Linked DNA regions of Mus musculus: region 1 is linked to region 2. A link is a contact called in public HiChIP or PLAC-seq data. All regions are on one chromosome and are shown on one strand. Each heading gives the region's core, a stretch centred on a gene start, on an enhancer-like site or on the middle of the called end of the contact. The rest is flanking DNA. Distances are from core to core; before and after follow the strand shown.

Region 1 (7,064 bases), core at 3,302-5,801, 210 kb before region 2:
TACATAAAACCCTGCTTGTTTTTAATCTATTTTGACTTACTTGTCATGGTAGATAGGGAATTATTTATAGAACCAAAAAATTGTCTTGGGGGACTACACTTACCCCCACTATAGCCTCCTGCTTGATAAATGCAATTTTTTTTTTTTTCGAGACAGGGTTTCTCTGTATAGCCCTGGCTGTCCTAGAACTCACTTTGTAGACCAGGCTGGCCTCGAACTCAGAAATCTGCCTGCCTCTGTTTCCCGAGTGCTGGGTCTAAAGGCGTGTGCCACCATGCCCAGCTCGTTTTTTGTTTGTTTGTTTGTTTTGTTTTGTTTTTTTAATGCAATTTTAAAAAAAGATTTATTTATTATTATCATACACTGTAGCTGACTTCAGACACACCAGAAGGGGGCATCAGATCTCATTATGGGTGGTTGTGCGCCACCATGTGGTTGCTGGGATTTGAACTCAGGACCTTCAGAAGATCAGTCAGGGCTCTTACCTGCCGAGCCATCTCTCCAGCCCTGATAAATGCAATCTTGGGCCTTCACTAAGAATGAAGTTCACTGACAGAAAATTTGCCTAGAATATATGAAGCCCTGGGTTCAATCCCCAGAGACCAAAAACAAACAAGAAGAAGAAAAAAAAAGAGACACGGTCAAGTCTAGATGTTCAGCAACAAGGAAGACAGATCTGGTCAATACAGAGGGGAAGGAGGTTTCTGCGAGGAAGGTGTGGCTAACCGTAGAGTTAGACAAAGCTGATTTGCTCTCTGAGAAGAGGACCCTGTTATACAGTCCAGGTTGACTTCATTCACTGTGTAGTGCAGACTGGCCTCTAACCTGCAGGCCTCCTGACTCTACCTCCTGGGTAACTGCATTAGCAATCAGTTTAAGAATTTGTTACGGTTGATTTTTGTTTTCTGAGCCCAGTTGCTCTGGAACTCACAACGTGGCCCAGGCTGACCTTGAGTTGGTGGTCTCTTCTGGACCCTCTCTCGAGTGCTAGGATAACACTTGTGCTTTGCCATATCCACACAATTCTTTTATCTTTTTAGCAGGGTCTTCCTATGTTGCTCTGGCTGGCCTGGGTACTCACCATGTAGCTCAGGTGGCCTTAAACTTTCGGCCAAACTCCTAGCTCTGCCTTTTGAGTTGGGGATTATAGGCAAGCACCACCATGCCCAGTTCAGGAACATCTGTTAATGTACCACATGTATTCATATATTCAGCATCATGAGTTGTCTTGCTATTGGGTGCTGAATATAAAGAATGAGTTTTCCTATGCCCTGGTACTCTGTTGGTTTTGTTTAGTTTTGTTTTGTTTAGTTTGGAAATTGAACCTAAGGCCTTGTACATGAAGGGTAAGCACAATTTCCCCTAAGCTACATCCCTCTTTAATTTTTTTTTCAAGACAGGATTTCCCTGTGTAGCATTGGCTGTCCTGAAACTCACTCTGTAGACTAGACTGGCCTTGAACTCAGAGATCTACTTTCCTCTGCCTCCTGAGTTCTGGGATTAAAGGTGTATGCCAATACTGTCCGGTCCAGCTCTAATTTTTTTTTTAGTTTTTTTTTGTTTGTTTGTTTTTGTTTTTTCGAGACAGGGTTTCTCTGTGTAGCCCTGGCTGTCCTGGAACTCACTTTGTAGACCAGGCTGGCCTCGAACTCAGAAATCCGCCTGCCTCTGCCTCCCAGAGTGCTGGGATCAAAGGCGTGCGCCACCATGCCCGGCTTTTTTTTTTTTTGTTGTTGTTGTTTTTTAAAAAATTTTTTTAAATGTAACTTTGATGGGCACTGGCCATGTAGTATTCATATGTGATGGTAAGAATTAAACTTCACTTTGGGGACACATGACTTCTTAGAATCACAAGCCTCCCAGTGAGTTTAATATGTCCGATATTAATCAGGGAAAGAGCAGGTTGTAGAAAGTGTGGCCTCGATGTCTGATCTCTAGCCTGATAAGAGTCATTGGCTCAAAAATGAATTTAGGTCTAATGACTGGACAGTGTCATTCGGTGAACCATGGGTAGGGTACAAGATGTAAATCTCTCTTTTATTTGGCAGATGTAATTGTCATCTTGGAGACTTACTGCTGACTATGCTCACCTTTCCTAGTTCTTTCTGAACTCTTGCTGCCTGATCCAAGTCAGTTCTGGCTCAAACTCCTCTCCAAACTGACTGATTCAATCTGGCTTCTCTCAGCTTCTCCCTGATTTGTTCTGCTTGGCCTCAAACTGACTCTGGCAGTTTGCTCTAATCTTCTGGCTTCTTCTCATTCTCAGCTACAGTAATCAAATAAATACGTTGAATTTCACTATTAAGCAGACTTGGTGGTATATATGACAAGGCACTCAAGAGGCTGAAGAAGAATACCAGCTGAGACCAACCTGGGCGACATAGTAAGATCGCATCCCCTCAGGAAAGGGAAGAATTTGTGTACCAGTTTATCTACTTTTTAAGTGAGATTACAACATATAAATTAAAAAAAAAATTTTTTAGAGTATTAAACTTCTGTTTATGTATCAGCATTTTGCAAAGCATATTCCATGGAACATTCCTCCACCCTATTAATATTTCTAGACATAAAAGGGTTCTTTTGATTTTGTTGAGAGATATTTTTCCTAATCCAAGAATACATGACTTGCCCAAATAACACAGATAACCGGTCAGTATAGCCAGGACTAGAAATCATATCCATCCCTGTCTGGTCCTCTGGACACTTGGGGAAGGGCAAGCATGAATAGACTGTCAGCAATATTCCTATTTTTCACTAAAATAACTGAAAAATAGTGACCTGCTGATTGCTAACGCCAAGATTTAGCCCCACCCCCAAAGCCTCTGTAGGAGCTCTGACACTTTAACTTCCCACATCTGCTCTCTGGGACACCAGGGCTTCTCAACCAAGCAACAAAGCAGCTCCTGCCCTTTTGCCAGGAGGGCCACCTCTGTGCCTTCCAAGGCTCCTTCTCTTCTGGCTCCTCCTGGATAGGCTGCCTTCCACTGTTACCACTCTTAAACACACGTTTCCAGCCGGACATTCTGCCTACAATCCTAATACAACTGAAACCAAGTTCGTTTCTTTCCCCACTCCCAATCCGGGTCTCTTCTAGGGTTCTCTATTTTGTCAAATGTGTCATCTATGTTTCAAAAGCATCAAGTAAATTTGGAATCAATTTCCCCCTTTCTCTTTGATCCTCACATGCCTTTAATCCCCAAGTCTTCAAGTCTCACAAATATCTCCCCAAATCATATCCTTTGCACTTGAATTTCCTAGTTGAATTTATGATAACTTCTGGCCTGAACCAACAGAGCCACCCTACACACCGTGCTGAGTCAATACTTTTTAAACAGATCTAAGGATGTCCCTCTCTTACCCTAACACATTCCATGGCTCCAATAAAGGTATGTCTCATTTGCTCACATCTAACAGATTCTCCAAGATATTTGTTGAAGCGAAATGAGAGAGGACACATTCCAAAGGGAAAAACTTAGGCAGCAGGATCTACCCCCACCAGCCTGACAACTTTGCTTTTAGCAAACAAGTTGATCAAACAGCTACCTACTTCCTGTCCTGTCCGGCTTGGTGGGGAAAAAACTAACATAAACCCTCCTTGGTGAACCATGAGCCGCTTCTCTTTGCTGTGGGCTGTATATATTAACTTTTAGCTTTAGAATAATTTTAGATTTACAATAAGTTGCAAAGATTTAGACCTCTATGCCCGTCACTTAAATTCCTCTAAAGTTAGCATCAGGGTACATTTATCAAAAATTGAGACAAAGACACCAGCGCAGGTTAAACTAAACCACACACTTCCGTAGATTTCCTGTTTTTCTCGAGGGCTTTTGTTCGTTCCTTTTTGTTTCAAGATATTGAAACCAGGATATTGCATAGCATTTAGTGCGTTACAGCTTTATGGCTCAAAACTAATAGTTAAATAATAGCAAGAAAAGACAGAAACAGAGTTTTTGAAATCGGTATTCTTCGGTGTCAGACCATTAATGGCTGGCTCTATGTGGGGAAAGGAGCCCTATTGCTAGTCTGACCACCACCTGCAGTTTCCACTCCTGGGCAGCTCGGCTCCATACCCTCCCCACCGCGGGTTCCCGGTGTCCTGGCCTGACGCTGGCACTCTGCGCATCCGTCCCAAGGATCGAACCTTCCGCTGCGCAGCCCGCGCGCCCCTTCAGAGGCTCACCCCACTCCGCCACGCGTCCTCGGGCCACGTGACTGCACGACCACCGCAGGGGACCCGAAAGGATCGCCAGGTCCGGGTGGGCCAGCGGCGCTTCAGCTCTCCTGAGCCCAGTATCCGTGCCTCCGTGCAACCGGATGTTAGCTGCCCTCCTCCAACTTCAGCTCCAAAGCCGGATGGACAAACCGACGGGCAAATAAAAGTCTGAGATTTAGAACAGACTGGGGCAAGGTGAGCGTCAATACATGGAAAATTATGAGTCCCAACCTTGGGACTTCAGGAACCCCCTAAGAGAAAAGTGTGCCGGAGCTGGGGTTCCCGGAGAGGTAGATCTCGGAACACCGGCTTTCGGCATTAGAAAGCCCGGTTAGGAACCCTGAAGGCAGCCTGGGCCAGAGGGAGCGCTGAAGCACAGGCGGAGCGGGAGGCAATGCCTGGAGAGCGACCCCTGCTCCTTTCCTATCACAGGTGCTACCTCGCACTAACCCATCCGCCATACTGGATCAACTTCATGACCTTGTTGAAATGGTTGTGTTCTAATTCTCTGTGCCAATACCCTTAACCGAAGACTTTGTTATTTTCAAACACTTTCCCAGGCTTGAAGATTACTCTGGTAGAAATAGACATCAGATCCTTCTCTGGCACTAATGAACTTCGCAGACTAGAGCCAGTCTAGTCTGTATTGTCCTTAGTTACTTAGACATGAGGAAAATCCGACTTAGAACGGATTTTATCTTGGGAGTCTTTCTCATAAACTTCATGCAATCACCTAGCTACGTGATTCTATACCTGTGTTGAAACTAGTGCACTACTTCCAGGAGTGGCTGTGTGAATTCAAAGCTCATTAAAAAACATGTTTCAGACTGCCGGCATACTAATATATGTTATCACTCATGTGTTTGTGATAGTAAAAATCTGCAAACGTATGTCCACCGGAAAATTGATTAATTAAAACTAATATATCAGGACTCCTGGGCATGGGGGCGGGCGGGTAGGGGGATGGAGAAAAGAAGACACCTGGTGTGAACTGCAAGGTCCATTAACACGTGCACACATGTACTTACATTCGTCTATTCTACAAATACACCGCACACACAAGCAACTCTTTTAACAGATGTGAAGTGTGTCTTTTTTTGAAGTGCTGGTAATCACAGTGAGCTTGTGACGGTTTGTTTGAGAATGGCTCCTATAAGCTTATATTTTTCGAATGCTTAGTCTCTGGTTAGTGGAACTACTAGGTTTGGGACCGATTAGGAGGTGTGACTTTGGTGGAGGGGGTGTGTCACTGAAGGTGGACCAGTCTCTCTCTTCTGCTTGTGGGTCAGGTGTAAGCTCTTAGCTACTGTTCCAGAGCGGTGCTCCCCACGATGATGGCCGTGGACTCACCATCTGAAACTGTAAGCAAACTTCCCAATCAGATGCTTTCTTTTATAAGTTGCCTTGGTCACGGTGTTTTTTCACAGCAGTAGAACAGTGAGTGACTAAGCCAGGTTTTGTACATCTAAACATTTGCCATCACTGAGCCACACCCCGAGACTACATTTAAGTCTCCAAATCTTTTTTTTTGTTTTTTGTTTTTTTTGTTGTTGTTGTTGTTTTCAAGACAGGGTTTCTCTGTGTAGCCCTGGCTGTCCTGGAACTCACTCTGTAAACCAGGCTGGCCTCAAACTCAGAAATCCGCCTGCCTCTGCCTCCCAAGTGCTGGGATTAAAGGTGTGCGCCACCACTGCCCGGCAAAGTCACCAAATCTTAAATCAGATTTTTTTTTTCTTCTTCTGTGACAGGGTTTCTTTATCCTGGCTGTCCTGGGACTTGCTTTGTAAACCAGTCTGGCCTCAAATTGAGAGGCCCATCTGCCTCTGCCTCCCTAGTGCTAGGATTAATGGCATGTGCCACTAATGCTGGGCTATTAAATCTGAATTTTAAGATGGTAAAAATTTATCTAAAATATAATTGAGAGGTTTGTATTTTCTGAGATGATACAATCCTCTCATAAATTAAAATACAGAGTATGTGTGTGCCCATGGAGGCCAGGGGACAACCTTGGAGACTATTCCTCAGGCACCTCACATCTTATTTTTAAGACATAAAATATTTAAAAAAATAAGACACCTTATTTTTAAGACTTCAGCCTGGAATGCATGAAGTAAGTAGGCTAGGCTAGCCCCAGAGCTAGAGAGCCACCTGTTTCCACCTCTTCAGCACTCAGTTAATAAGCAAGTGCCTGCCACCAAACCTATCTTTTTAAAAAGGTGGGTTCTGGGAATGGAAGTCTTGTCTTTGCAAACACTTTACTGATAGCCATTTTCTCAGTCCTATTACTATTTTTATAAAAAGTGTATATACACACATTTTATAGGCACCAAATCTCTGCAATATACCAGAAGCCAGTAACATTGTTTCCTAGAGGGAGGAGGGAGGTGATCTGAGTAAAGAGGTGGGCTAGAAGGCTAGTCTAACATTTATACCAAATTCTGTATACAGAACAAGTATCCAGGGTAGCTCCAGGGACAGATCTGACTAGGAGTGGCAAGGGAATGAAGACAGACAGACGGACGATAGACAGACAAGCGGGCTATGAGGTGGATTGGGCCCTGTGATGGAGAAACCTCAGCACCCTGTAGCTCCCCGTGTTGGGAGCTACTGCACACAGCTGAACTGTGCGGAGTTAGCACAGACAAGAAAGGAGGCAGTGGGTATGATAGGCAACTGGATCAAGGAGACAGATTGACCTAATCTCAGACCAGCCTCTATGCCATAAATACCCAGGGGAGAAAGTTATGGGGACATTTCTGCATGGTCAACATCCACATACACCACAGGAAGGCTTGCCATCCCTCTGAGCCTCAGCGGTGGGGTGGGATGAAGGCTCTCCTAGGGGTCTGAG
Region 2 (7,116 bases), core at 1,473-3,972:
AGCACTGAGCCTTTTTCAGGATGATCTTTTAAGCACAAAAACCATGTTGTGGATTGACATACTTCAGTTAACGAGACCCAGAAGCAGAACTGGAGAAACGAAATAGTGTATTTTGAGACTTTCCCAGGACTAAATGGAGTTTGATGGATGAGGCCTTTGTTTCAGTTTTGGCAGATGGTGCTGTCTTAAGTGCTGAGGGTATGACCCGAATGGCACTTCTATCATGGAGTCAGTTGTGCTGAGGTCTCAGGGCCTACTAAGGTCTGAGCCCTTGTTTCAATGGCCACTTTTTTTGTTTTTGTTTTTATATTTCAGACTGTCCTTTCTGTTTATTTGCCAGTTTGTTGACTGGCAGTTTTTATTCCCTTAGTATTTTCTGCAATTCTTTGTAAATTCCAGAAATTTGCCCCTTGTATGAAGTGTAGCTGGTAAAAGTTTCTCCTGTTACAGGTAACTGCTGTCTTTTTTCCTTGTAAGATATGTTTCTAGCACAGTCAGAATAGTCTTTATCTCCTACTCCTACCATGCTTAGAAGAAAGACTTTGAATGTCTCCTCTTGAAAAGTTACCAGAGCCAGTCTGCGATGACACACACCTTTAATCCTAACACTTGGGAGGCAGAGGCAAGTGGATCTCTGTGAGTTCAAGGACAGCCTGGTCTACAGAGTATAAGTTCCAGGACAGCCAGGCCTATACAGAGAAATGTCTCAAAAAAGTAAAACCAAACAAACAAACAAAAAAAGGAAGAAGAAATAAAAGTCACCAGGATGTATTAGAGACTGTGGTAGCTAGTTTTTAAAATTTTTTCTTATTCTCTTTTATATCTCTGACCCAAGTTTTTCCTCCCTTCTCTCCTCCCAGCCCCACCCCCGAATTCTCTCCTCGAGTCCCCCCCCACCCACCCCCAATTCACATCTACTCCATTTATATTCAGAAAGGGCAGGACTCCTATGTATATCAACTAAACTTAGCATTTCAAGACTAGGCACCCCCAATTGTCACCTTGTTGAAATACAGAATCACCTCAGGAGAGAGCCTCATTTGGGGAGTTATCTAGATCAGCTTGCCCTGTAGTCATGTATAGATGTAGAATTATCTTGCTAATTGATGCAGGAAGACCCATTCTCTGGCATGGAGTTCTGAATTAGCTTGATGAGCAAGCTAGCAGGAGCATGGGTGCATTTATTTCTGTCTGATTTTGACCATGGGTATGGTGTGACTGGCTGGCTCAAGCTTCCCAACTGGTGACCTCCTTGCTGTTAAGGACTGGAATTTTAGCCAAACCCTTCCCCCCTTTGTTTTGCTTTCTGTTGGAACATCTTATCACCTCAACAGAAGTGAAATCAGAACAAAGACCTAAACTCATTGTCAGAGGGGATAGTCCCAGTTTTAGATTTCATTTCCATGCTTGATAAGGTTACGATGAATATTGTCGCAATGCTTCAAAGGGAATTTACTTTTTCATAATCATTGAGAGAAGTCTTGTTTAAAGATTACAGAAGTAGAAGCTGGGTGTGTTTCTCAGCATAAGAGCACATGTTTAGTGTGTGTAAGGGCCTAGTGTCCATCCCTAGCACAGAGAGAGACAGAGACAGAGAGAGACAGAGACAGATAGAGACATAGACAGAGACACACACAAAGAGAGACACAGAGAGAGAGAGAATGGTAATCAAACTTGGGTCTTTAATTTCCTATTTCCTTCTTGTAACTTCATAATATATTATTTTGGTGTTCTTTCACTAAGTGTGTACTTTCTTGGGGAAGGGGTCATGTATTAGGGACTCATGTCAAATGTGCACATTTTCCTTTCTTTTCCTTGAGTGCTGTAGTTTAAACAGTCTCCTGTATGCTAGATAAGCATTCTATCCTGAATTAGTCCTAAACCCTTCATATTCTTGTCATTTAGTCTGACAATTTTTATCTTTTAATTAAAGCACTTAGTCCATTTACACTTAGTATATAAATTAAATTAATATGTAGTACATATTAATATTAAATATACTTAGTACCCTTATATTCAAGTGTACATGTAACCACTGATTCTTTGGGGAGTCAAACTATACATTGTGGTATTGGTTTAAACCATTGCATCTTCTGAATTGTATTTTTAAACGTTCTAAATTTTTCCTAATTAGTTAGAAACTTGTATGTTGTTTTTATTCTTTAGTGGAATTTCTAAACTTGAGTTCCCTAGAAAATAACATAAGGCAAAGATAAAGTATTGTTACTTCATTTGAGAGGTGCCACCTGGGGATTGGTGTTGAGGAAGAACAGGGAAAATGCAAGGGGAAATACTGTGTGGTCCAGTGTGTTAGCATGGTGGCCTCAAGCTGTGAGTAGATGCAGGCACTTCCTGGCAAATGTGCCTTCTTGGAATGTGCAGTTATAAAGAGGGCCACAAGGAAACATCTCTGAGCAGCCTAGAGAAGGGAGAGAAAAATAGTCAGTCTATCTGTCTGTCTGTCTGTCTGTCTGTCTGTCTGTCTGTCGTGTGTGGAGGTGGAGGTGGTGCATGCTTGCCTTCCCTTGCATGTTGGAGGTCAGAAGACAACTTAGAGCTAACAGTTTCAGCCTCCACCATGTAGGTCCAGGCATGGAACTCAGGGTGTCAGGTTTGGCAGCAAACTCCTTTATCTGCTGAGCCATCTTGCTGGTGTGAGCCACCACACCTAGTTTTATGTGATGCTGGGAATGAAACCCGAGGGTGTATACTTGTGAGTCATGCACTCTCCCATCTGAACTACATGCCTGGTTCTCATTTTAATAGTGTGGTATTGTATACAGCTCTGAAAGGTACAGTGACAAATCAGGACAGGTAGGCTTGGTGACTTCAGGTTGGACTCCTGTCAGCAAAGGAAGCTGAGCCAGGGCAGCAGTGCTGGAGTAGAGAAGGTAAGCCTCAGCTCTGAGAAGACAGGGCTCAAGGGGATCGAGAAGGCGGCGTCAGGAGCTTCCCTCTGATCATCATACAGCACGACAACCAAAGTTAATATGTCCCTTCCTCCCCCACAGACAGTAAAAGGATCAAAAGAACCTTCATTCATTTGACTCCTTCCTCAAATATAATTATTATATATCTCATTCTTTTTCTGTTACACAAGACATTAATATGCTTTAATCAGTTACTGTTTGTTAAGATGTAATGTATTTACCACTTTCTTGGCTCTTCATTCCTTTAAGGTCCATTTAAGATTTCTCTTTTTTTAAATTTTAATCATAGTAACATTCAAAATGTAGTATATGCTATATATTTAAGTGAGTAAAAATAATATAATCAAAAGAAATACTGGGAACTAGTACAAATCATTAAGTCTAAATAAAAGATCAACAGAATTTATAAATCTTGAAGTAGATTGATCAATAAAATAGAAGACCAAATTACTAACATCCAGAAAAGGATAATGGCTGACGAAAGGGCTCAGAGGCAAATGCCACTAGGCCCAGTGACCTGAGTTCAGTTTCTGGGGCTCACAAGGTAGGAGGAAAGTGATTGCTGCAAGTTGCCCTCTGGCATCCACACATGTGCTGTAGGGAAAAGATAAATAAAAGATGATCTAGGTAAGATGGTGAACTCCTGCAATTACAGCATTTGGAAAGCTGAGACAAGGCAGTTGCCTCCAGTTCAGGGTCATCTTGAGTTAAGGTAAGATCTTGTGCCAAAAAAACCAAAACAAAACAAGAAATGAAAGATACAATTCTAAAATGTCAAAATTTACATATTTATTCCCCAAAGACATATTTTGTCCTATGACAGTGTAGTGACACATGTCTTTAATCCTAACACTTGGGAAACAAAGGCAGGCCTGGTCTACATAGTTCCAGCACAGCCAGCGTCTATCTAGAGAGACTGTCTCAAAAAAAAAGAAAACAGACAAAAAAGCATCTCTTCTTTTTACTAGTTCTCAGGTTCTGTTGTAATCCTTTTTAGTTGTGTAAGTTGTTTGACCTCAGCATCCCTTTCCCTTTAAAGAGACACAGTATGAGCTGGGTATGGTGGCATACTCCTTCAATCCCAACATTGGAGAGGCAGAGACAGAGACAGTGACAGTTCGATATCTTAGTTTGAGGCTAGCCTGTCTATATAGCAAGTCTCAAGACAACTAGAGCTACTGTATACGAGATCTGTTTCAAGAAAGGAAACATGAAGGGGAGAGTCAGTTTCCCTTAAGCGTATGGAGTATGTCCACTGTTAGGCGGACCACATTCCATTGGGTGTTACCAGGAGTATATGGTAGTACAAATTAGACTTGAATTATTTTTAAAAAAGACACAAAGTTGAGGGTTAAGGATGGATCTGGGAGGAGTATGTGGTGAATATGCCCAAATTGCATTTTTTCAGAGACAAAACATTTGTTGAAAAAAGCAGAGCTTCAGCTATTCACTAAAAAGAGCAGTAAGCATTTTTGCAAGATTATGACACAGCTTCCTCCTTATACCCATGTCCAGGTCCATCTCTGTAATGGTTAGAAAATTTACACCATGAAGCAGCATCCTGAATGTGGAGAAAGAAGGGCACTACCAGCCGTTTGGGAAATATGTTAGTGGAATCTCCAGACCTTCAGTAAGTTACAGGGTTTAGGAGAAAGTCAGGGAGTTTTGGGTTCCTAGGCTATATGAAGAAACAAAGGACCACAGGGCTAGTTAGCCTGCTGGGGAGTACTCTTAGTGCCTTAACCGTTCTTGTGGGTTCAGATTTACAAGACAGAGGACTCATTTGTTTAACTCTTCTCTGGGGAGAGGTTATTACAAGATGGACTGTGGGCTCTGTTGACCTGTGTGAATTGCTGCTTGAGTCACACCTCACAGCAGGATCCTAGAAACAATGCACTTCCTTTGTTATTTATTAATTACTCACCAGACCTTAGACATTGTACATCAAGAGTTAAAGCAGTAGGGATACACATAATGAAGACAGTGTCAGTGCCAGTGGAAGACCCATAAAGGAGTTCATGTGAAAGTGCTAACAGTGTGCCAAGTGTTAATGGCGATGGCATTTATCCAAGGGAGGAGCTGTGCTGGGTCCGACTCAGGTTATGGCAGTGGGAAATTGTTGAAGATATGGGTCACCACTTAAGGAGACTGTTTCTGAGAAGCTGAGCATGATAGGAGGGAAGCTGCCATTTTTGCTTCACACTTGCTTGTGTCTTTTGAATTTTATCATAGACATTTGCTCAAAAGTTAGAATAAAGTATTTAAAATAAGGAAAATTATGGGTTGGCTTTAGGCTGTTCCTTTCCACAACTCCCTGCCATATTCTGGGAATGTTGTTCCTGTTGCTATATATTTTAAAAACAAATTTACTTGATTTATGAGTCGGGGTCTCCCTATATTGCCCAGATTGCTCTCAAACTCCTGGATACAAGTCATCTCCTTGTCTTGTTCTGAGTAGCTGGGTCTCTATATATTTATCATTAGCTTGATTTCAAAACCTGGTAATTTTTGTTTCTTTAAGTGTGCACATGTGCGTGTGAGTGTGTGTGTGTGTGTGTGTGTGTGTATAGTGTGGGTGTGGTTATGTGTCTGTGTAGGCCAGAGGACAATAATAATTTTTTTGGAAGTTATTCTTTGAAACAGGGTCTTTTATTGGCTTGGAAATCATTAATGAGGTTAAAATGGTTGAACAGTTATCCTAGGAATCCCCAGCCTTCCCCAAACTAGAGTTTTGGCTGTGTGCACCACACCCAGTGTTTTTATGTGGGTTTTAGGACATGAACACACACACACACACACACAGAGACACGATGTTAAAATTAAGTCACACTAAATATGTATTGTAAATATCTGACAAAGTACTGACATATTTAAAATATAAGAAAATTATTGTAACTCAATAATAAAACTAATTTTAAAGCGAGTAAGCTGGGTCTGGTAGTCCTGGCTGTGGCACATTTCTGGCAGTCGGATGGCTGTGTAGGTGTGTCAGCTACAGCAATGGAGGGACCCCTTCCCTAATGCAGGAGCTCTTACCCCTTCTCTGCTTCCCTTTAGCGCATCATGACTGATCAGCTAGCTGAAAACAAACTGCTGAACTAAAGAAGTTTTCTCCTTAGTGGATGAAGATGGAGATGGCAATGGGAACATGAACTTGGCCCTCCCATATGGTCACTGAAAAACCCCAACAAGCCAATTCAGGATATCCCAGAATCTTTACTCTGATGGAAAAAAAGAAGAAAGAAGAAAGAAAAAAAGAAGGATGCAAATCCTGTACCTCGCTTGGCCTGTGCTTCATTCAGTTCTTGCCTCCAGGCACCTGCTTTGAGTCCTTGCCTTGGCGCCCCCAGCGATGGACTGTTAGCTGTGAACCAAAAGAGCTCTTCCTTTTCTGAGCTGGCTATGGTTAAGTTTTATCACAGGAACAGAAAACAAACTAGGGCAGTGTGCATTTGAAAATGATCTTTTTCATGTGTACACATCTTGCTTAGGAAAGTGGTGTTAAAAAACATTACTTCAGGGCTGGAGAGATGGCTCATTGGTTAAGAGCACTGACTGCTCTTCCCAAGGTCCTGAGTTCAATTCCCAGCAACCACATGGTGGCTCACAACCATCCGTAATGAGATCTGGCGTCCTCTTCTGGGGTGTCTGAAGACAGCTACAGTGTACTCACATATAATAAATAAATAAATCTTTAAAAAAAAAAAAACAACTGTCTTCTTAAAACAAAACAAAACAAAACAAAAAAAACAAAACAAAAAAAACATTACTTCAAAACTCGAGGCGGGACAGGGTCTCTGGCTGTAGAAATCATACAATTCAGGATGGAACTAGGGCCTTCGCTCCATTGGCTTATTTAAGGACTTAGTCTTTGACTTTAGTGATCCCAGAGTTTACCTCAGACCCTCGTCTGTGGCTCCAGTGGTCCCAGAGATCACCTTGGGACCTGGCCTTTGATCTGAGCCATCTGAGAGTTCACCTCAGGACTCAAGTTTTGTCTGTAGTGGTCTCAGAGTTTATCTTGGAAAAGTACCTTAACTCCAGGGGTCCCAGATGTCAGTACAGCAAGGGTTTTGGTTTTAGCAGTCCCTGAGTTTATCTTCAAGCCAGAAATTTGGTTTTAGCACCTCTAGGGTTCACCATGGGCTAGGGCTTTTGTCTCTAGAGGTCCCAGCACTGACCATTG

What was found. HiChIP or PLAC-seq counts read pairs in DNA pulled down with a chosen protein or histone mark.
Region 1: a FOXA1 HiChIP or PLAC-seq map of pancreatic cancer cells shows a contact between it and region 2. The contact joins the promoter of Ccdc125 here to the enhancer-like site in region 2. A contact is called at or near these places in 4 of 39 promoter capture datasets (the HPC-7 cell line, HPC-7-derived erythroid cells, hippocampal neurons and 1 more), 7 of 115 datasets of contacts at active chromatin or transcription factors (embryonic forebrain, embryonic stem cells, extraembryonic endoderm stem cells and 2 more) and 4 of 9 other capture datasets (adipose tissue, embryonic stem cells, liver and 1 more).

The regions. Positions count from the first base shown.
Region 1 is chr13:100,666,968-100,674,031 of GRCm38.p6, reverse strand. Ccdc125 (coiled-coil domain containing 125) reads right to left here and starts at 4,551. Exons shown (of 12, transcript NM_183115.5): 1 at 4,181-4,551.
Region 2 is chr13:100,459,292-100,466,407 of GRCm38.p6, reverse strand. It overlaps a transcript of Gtf2h2 not described here. Among named protein-coding and RNA genes, the nearest start is that of Naip1, 10 kb to the right of the region's middle. Within about 2 kb of position 2,722, at least 34 of the 459 cell types and tissues checked have an H3K27ac peak or open chromatin away from gene starts, as enhancers often do. A contact at or near this core is called in pancreatic cancer cells, where this site is marked.